Regions from separate parts of the Capra hircus genome. Here region 1 is linked to region 2. Evidence: chromatin contacts called from public Hi-C data. All regions are on one chromosome and are shown on one strand. Each heading gives the region's core, a stretch centred on a gene start, on an enhancer-like site or on the middle of the called end of the contact. The rest is flanking DNA. Distances are from core to core; before and after follow the strand shown.

Evidence for each region. Hi-C and Micro-C count contacts between places; a contact is called where the count stands out from the background.
Region 1: a Hi-C map of blood shows a contact between it and region 2, with 5 times the contacts expected there. The contact joins the enhancer-like site here to the promoter of TRIP10 in region 2. A contact is called at or near these places in 2 of 5 Hi-C or Micro-C datasets (both in blood).

What each region holds. Positions count from the first base shown.
Region 1 is chr7:92,848,450-92,852,126 of ARS1.2, forward strand. No RefSeq gene overlaps it. Among named protein-coding and RNA genes, the nearest start is that of ADGRE1, 30 kb to the right of the region's middle. Within about 2 kb of position 2,377, at least 1 of the 5 cell types and tissues checked has an H3K27ac peak or open chromatin away from gene starts, as enhancers often do.
Region 2 is chr7:92,751,703-92,755,129 of ARS1.2, forward strand. It overlaps TRIP10 (cdc42-interacting protein 4), which reads left to right and starts at 1,333. Exons shown (of 14, transcript XM_018050979.1): 1 at 1,333-1,463; 2 at 2,630-2,745; 3 at 2,830-2,886. The coding sequence starts at 1,440.

The sequences.
Region 1 (3,677 bases), core at 1,127-3,626, 98 kb after region 2:
GGCAAAAAACAAAAAAAACAACAAACAAATAAGGCCTGAAATATGGAAATGGGACTCCTATGTGGCAGGAAAGAATTTTATACTCACAGATTGTTGCTGTTCAGCCACTAAGTCGTGTCTGATTCTTTGCAGCCCCATGGACTGCAGCATGCCAGGCTTCCCTGTCCTTCACCATCTCATGGAGTTTGCTCAAATTCATGTCCATCGAGTCGGTGATGCCACCCAACCATCTCATGCTCTGTTGTCCCCTTCTTCTCCTGTCCTCAATCTTTACAGCATCAGGGGCTTTTCCAATGAGTCAGATCTTCGTTACAGAAGGCCAAAGTATTGGAGCTTCAGCTTCAGTATCAGTCCTTCCAATGAATATTCAGGGTTGATTTCCTTTAGGACTGACCGGTTTAATCTCATTGCTATCCAGAGTCCAAGACTCTTGCTCAGGGATCTTCTCAAGCACCATAATTTGAAAGCAAAAATTCCTCGACGCTCAGCCTTCTTTATGGTCCAACTCTCACATGTGTACATGACTACTGGAAAAACCGTAGCTTTGGCTATGTGGACCTTTGTCGGCAAAGGTTGCTTTACAATGTTATGTTAGTTTCTACTGTACAGCAACGTGAATCAGCTATGTGTATGCATATGTCCCCTCTTTTTTGGATTTCCTTCCCATTTAAGTCACCACAGAGCACTGTGTAGAGTTCCAGCTGCTGTACAGAAGATTCTCATTATTTACCTATTTTACACACAGTATTGATAGCGTGTATATGTGAGTCCTAACCTCCCAGTTCATCCCACCCTCCCTCCTTTCCCCCTTGGTGTCCATTCGTTTCTTCTCGGCATCTGTATCTTTGTTTCTGTTTTGTGAGTATGATCATCTATACCATTTTTCTGGATCCCACATACATGTGTTAATATACAATATTTGTTTTCCTCTGTCTGACTTCACTCTGTATGACAGGCTCCAGGTCCATCCATGTCGAAAATATGGGACGCTTGACAAATTTGCTGTCATCCTTGCACAGGTGCTGTTCCAGTTTTAATATTTGTGCTGCTGATGTGAGCACCAGAATCTTTCCTTAGGCTTTTGAAACCCCGGAAATCACATCTTTGGTAGATTTCCTGAAGAAATAACTCTTAGGAGAAAAAAAATCTGTCACCTTGGGCTGAGTGTTGCTACTGTAACAAATGATTTCTCATCTCAACGTCGCATAATTCTTTCATGCACTGGCTTCAACTCTGCTGAAGAAGAAGCTTCTGGAAGGAGAAGGCACTGCAGCCTTGGGACGTGCCAGGCTTGTGGCAGGAGTAACAGAGAAATGACTGGACCACTCGGCGGTTTTCTCGTATTCTTGGGAATGAAAAGAAGACATCTCATTGGCCAGAGCAACATCAGTTGGCAAAGGTTTACTCCTCAACCAGGGAGAAGCAGTGAATACACGGAATAAAATCAGAACCTGCCAGAAGCCCTTTCTATCGTTCCTTCATTAATTCATTGATTTATTCACTCACTTGTGTGATAAGAAGGAAGCTGTGATGCTGACTGTATTTGAAGATGGGTTCTTTAAAGAGCTAATTAAGTTAAAGTGGTGTTAGGGTGGACCCTAAGTCAATGGGGCTAGTGTCCTTCTAAGGATTGGGACGCACCATCAACACCATCAACAGATGAATGGCTAAAGACGTGTACACACACACACACACACACACACACACACACACTGGAATACTACTCAACCATTATACAAATGGAATCTTGTCATCTACAGCCACATGGATGGACCTAAAGATTACCATACTAAGCAAAGTGAATCAGAAAAAAAATACTGTATGATATCACTTATCCGTGGAAACTAAAAAAAAAACAACAACCCACAGTTATTTATTTACAAAATAGAAACAGACTCATAGATTTAAAACATCTGTGGTTACCAAAGGGCAAAGAGGGGGGTGAGAGAGATAAATTAGGTGTATGAGATTAACATCTACAGGCTGTATAAACAGGCAAACAATAAGGACCTACTCTATAGTATAGGGGACTATGCTCAGTATCTTGTAACAATCTATATGGGAAGAAATCCGAAAAAAAGTATGTATAACTGAATCACTTTGCTGTACCCCTGGAACTAACACAATACTGTAAATCAGCTATACTTCAATTTGAAAAAAAGAAAAATGGGGTGGGTCTAGGGGAAAGAGAAATGAATGCGAGCCTTGTAGGTTCTGAAAATTACCAGGAGTTTACTGTGCTCAGAGTGGGAGGGAGGGAGGAAGGGGCTGGAGAAGTGGTTGGAGCTGCCTTGTTACACCCCCCACGAGGGACCAGGCAGACAGCTGCTGAAGGCGGCCACTTCTTACCGGCTGGCGGAGGTGAGGGGCGGCCTCAGGTGTGCCCTGGTGTGGCCTGTAGAGTTGGGTTCCCGGGAGCAGCTGTCACCGAAATGTATTGGCATAGAGAGGTTCAGAGGAACACAGGGCAAGGGGTCCAGAGGTTAAGAATCTGCCTGCCAATGCAAGGGACAAGGTTCAATCCTGTTCTGCGAGAATCCCAACTATCGGGGAGCAAGTAAGCCCCTGTGCCACAGCTCCTGAAGCCAGCGCTCTGCAGCGCATGATCCGCAACAAGAGAAGCCCCTGCAGTGAGAAGCCCACGCGCCACAACAAAGAGCAGCCCTGCTCGCTGCAGCTAGAGAAAGTCCGTGTGCAGCGACAAAGACCCAGCGCGACCAATGAACGAACAAGTGGAACACAGGGCAGCCCCACGTTGCCCTATAACTTCCCTGGCTCTGGCTGTCAGTTACATCCAGCTGCCTGTGTTCTTGCCTGGAGAATCCTAGGGACGGGGGAGCCTGGTGGGCTCTGGCGTCTATGGGGTCGCACAGAGTCTGACACGACTGAAACGACTTAGCAGCAGCAGCAGCAGCAGCAGCAGCCTGGGGATGCACGCACACTGTATTAGTTTGCCACAACTGAGTACCACAAACTGAGTGGCTTAATTGTTGCCATTGTCGCTCGGTCGCCAAGTCATGTCTGACTGTTTGCAACCCCATGGACTACAGCACTCCAGGCTTCCCTGTCCCTCACCATCTCCCGGAGTTTGCCCAAGCTCATGTCCATCGAGTCAGTGATGCCATCCAGCCATCTCATCCTCTGTCGTCCCCTTCTCCTCTTGCCTTCAATTTTTCCCAGCATCAGTGTCTTTTCCAATGAATCGACTCTTTGCATCAGGTGCCCAAAGTATTGGAGCTCCAGTTTCAGCATCAGTCCTTCCAATGAATATTCAGTCCTGATCTCCTTTAGAATGGACTGGTTGGATCTTCTTGCAGTCCAAGGGACTCTCAAGAGTCTTCTCCAACACCACAGTTCAAAAGCATCTTTGGTGCTCAACCTTCTTTATGGTCCAACTCTCACATCTGTATATGACTACTGGAAAAACTATAGCCTTGACTGTATGGACCTTTGTCAGCAAACTGATGTTTTTGCTTTCGAACACACTGTCTAAGTTTGTCATTGCTTTCCTGCCATGAATGGCTTAATTAAACCAAACAAATTGATTGTCTCACAGTTCTGAGGACCAGAAGTTCAAGATCAAGGTGTCAGTGGGGGGCTGTTCTCCCTCTGAAGATGGTGGAGAGAAATCTGTTTCAGGCATCTCTCTCTCACACCTCTTGGGAGCTTGCCTTGTG
Region 2 (3,427 bases), core at 83-2,582:
GTGGTGCCCCCTGGGATGAATCCCAATTTCAGTTGAGACCCCAACTCCCAGGCTGAGCCGCTGAGTTCCAGACCCCAGGCTGAGTTTCTGACTTGATCTGACCCTCTAACCTCTGGCATGCATGCTCAGTAACTCAGTAATGTCCGACTCTTTGTGACCCTATGTACTGTAGCCTGCCAGGCTCCCCTGTCCATGGGATTTCCCAGGCAAGAGTACTGGAGTGGGTTGCCGTTTCCGTCTCTGTTTAACCTCTGGAGCCCGTCTATTTTGCAATTTGAAGTTTTCTAACTCGGAAGCCACCAGCAGGTGGGGCCAGGTCCCCGCAGAGCCGTCTATCCCATTGTGGGTTACTAGAGCTATCTATCCTCCTAGCCGTGTTGTGACTTCTTGTGTCCTGGAAGACGGGGCTCAGAGTCTGACTTGTCCCAGGGGGTCTAATGCCCTCAGCCCCAGCAGGGCGACTGTCACCTCTGTAACCAAAGAGAAAGCACCAAAGGCAGAAGAGGATGGGAATGGGGGGAGGTTGCTGCTTGGATCTCGCCCCTTTCATCCCAGTGCCTCAAAGGGATTAACAGTGTGTGAACTGACTTTTATGAGAGAGGTGACAGACTTCCAAGCCCAAGGGTTCGAGGAGCGGGGGAGTGGTGGAGTAGGAATACTAGGGTCTGTGCAAACTATTAAACCTGATTGCGCCTTAATGGATGAGACTGGGAAATGGGCAGGTGCAAGCTCGAACTGTACGGGAGCTGAGGAAAGGCCTGGGCCTGGCGCCCCAAGGACAGCCCGTCCTCAGTTTCCCGGCGCAGACTTTAGGGAGGGAGGCAGGATGCGGTAGGGGCGCTAATGGACCCGGCCTTGGCGGAGGCGCGTCCTGGACAGGATCGAAGTCCTCCCATCCGCCCTGTGGCCGGAGGGACCAGACCATTAGTGGGACGAACGTAGACGTCTGGAGCCAGGCCGGCCCTCAAGAGCGGGGTGACCTCAGTTCTCCCTGCGATAGAGTGGGGGGAAAACCTCTTGGGTTGGGGTTTTAGTGTCTTGGCCCTTTAATGAATGATTGAAAGGAAAGAGGAAAAGAAAAACTGTCCAGGGCGGGGCAGGGATGGGGTGGACAAAAGGGTCCCAGGGGATTTGGAAAATGGATGGGGGTCCTTTAAGGGGTCTGTCTGTCCAGTGGCGTCGGGTGGCGCGCATTCCTTTAAGAAGGGGCGGGGCGTCCGTTGGGCCCCGCCTCCTTGGAGGGGGTCTTGCTTTCAGGGGGCCGTGCCAGGGCTCCAAGAGTGCGGGGGCGTGGCAGAGTGTACGGGGCGTGGCAGAGCTTGGAGTGGGCGGGGCCTTAGCGAGGCGGGGTCGGGCTCCTCGCCCTGGGCTGAGTCTCCCGGCGGCGGCGGGCGGCAGGGACCGGGTGCGGTGGAGGCGTCGGCCGCGGCGGGAGCAGCATGGATTGGGGCACCGAACTGTGGGTGAGTCCGTTCCGCTTGACTCCAAGTTCCTCCCTTCCTGGGGTCCAGACCCACGATTTGCCCCTTAAGTACCCCAGCGGGATCTCTGCGCGTTCCCTTCCACCGACCCCTGGAATCCCCTCTCTCCGCGGAGTTTCCCAGGGCGGTTCAGGACGCCCCGGAGCGGAGGGCGACCTTTAAGGAGCCGCGTAGGGAAACTGAGGTACGGGGTTCATAGTGAGGAGGGCAGAAGAAGTTCTGGGACCAGGCCTGAGCAGCCGGGAGAGGTCACCTATTTTGAGCGCCCTGACTGGGCCGGCGGCTTATCTTACGGCCCCTGGGTCCCTGCCCGCCGTCCTCCTGTCCGGCTGGGGCGGGGGAGGGGGCCCTCTGGCCACTTCCAACCCCACGTGGGACCTGGAAGTCCAAACCGCCCTCGCGTCGCCTCTAATCTACAATTAGGGAATTGGGACGCTGTAGGGGGGAGGGGGCTGCGAGCCTCGGCCTCAGCCCCCTCCCCCAGCCCTCCTTAGGCACTGGGAGGGGCCGCCACCAATCGCCTCGAACCTATGCCCTGGAAGCCCCAGAATTTTTTCCCCCTTTCCTAGCCGGAACCTCTGACGCCTCCTCTTTCTGGGGGCGGTGGTACTCCTGGGTTCCTGGGTGCCCTGGGTTAACTAGATCGTCCCCCCTACACCAACTCTGGGATTTCTTTTGGAGGTAAAGTGGAGTCAGTGAGGAAAACTGAGTCGCCCCTGGGGGACCCTGGGAAGCCTGGCGACCGGGGGAACCTAATGCCCGCGCTCCGACCATTCTGGGGCCCCCCCAAGCTGCAGGGAACCCTGCCCCTCTGGCCCTGACTCACGGCAGACCGGCCGGATTTTCCGGAATCTAGGGGGGATTAGGGGACCCGGGGCAGGGGGAGTGGCCTTGCCCCATTCCACACCCCTCCTGGAGCCGGGAGAGGGGACCCTGTAGTCCGGCTGGGGCCCCGCCCCAGTTCTCTGGCCCTTCCCGGGAAGGGGAGGGGGTTCCCGCCGGTTTCCTGCCTCCCCCCGCGCCGCTCCGGGGCGGGGCCGGGAAGCCACTCCTTCTTGGAGCTCGGAGCCAGGAGGCTCCCCTGCCGCTGGGTTGGCGGCTGTGGGGTCCCCGGGTCCTGACCTTGGTCCTCCCAATCCCCCTGCTAGGATCAGTTTGAGGTGCTCGAGCGGCACACGCAGTGGGGTCTGGACCTGTTGGACAGATACGTGAAGTTCGTGAAAGAGCGGACAGAGGTGGAGCAGGCTTATGCAAAGCAACTGCGGTGAGACCCTAGAGTGGCCGCGCCCTGGGGTTAGGGGGAGCGGTTGGAGGACTGGGGGCTCAGCCTTCCTGCCTCTCTCCGTAGGAGCCTGGTGAAAAAATACATGCCCAAAAGACCTGCCAAAGATGACCCTGAATCCAAGTAAGAACGAACACCGGATGGATACAGAGCTAGATTTGGGAGGGCCGAGGGTATGGGACCCACTTCCTCTCTCTCTCAAGCTGGGCTCCCGCAAACAGATCCCTCACTTCTCACCCCAGTTCCACCTAGAGGCGTGAGCTTGGATGCAGGAACCGAATTACCTGGCTTGGAATTCTAAATCCACTACTTTCCAGCTGAACTGCTTTGACCACTTGACTTCAGTTCTCAGCCTCCGTTTACCTCACCTATTAAATGGGAGAGGCTCCCACAGTTATTAAATGTCTCTGGGCAAGTGACTCACGTTGTGAGCCTTGGTTTTCCTCTCCTGTGAATTGGGGATGATGATGTCCTTGTAGAGGCTCATATGAAGATTAAGATAGTGTGTTAAAACAATGCCTGGCTCATTTCACTTTATTCCAGTTCCAGAAACCCCCAGAGCTCTAGAAAGCAAAAGATTTTCTGGTCGCTTGTTTGGAGGCAATCTCAAGACCTGAACTGACATGAAGTTAATTAAGTTTATTAGGGTCTTTTGGATTTTATC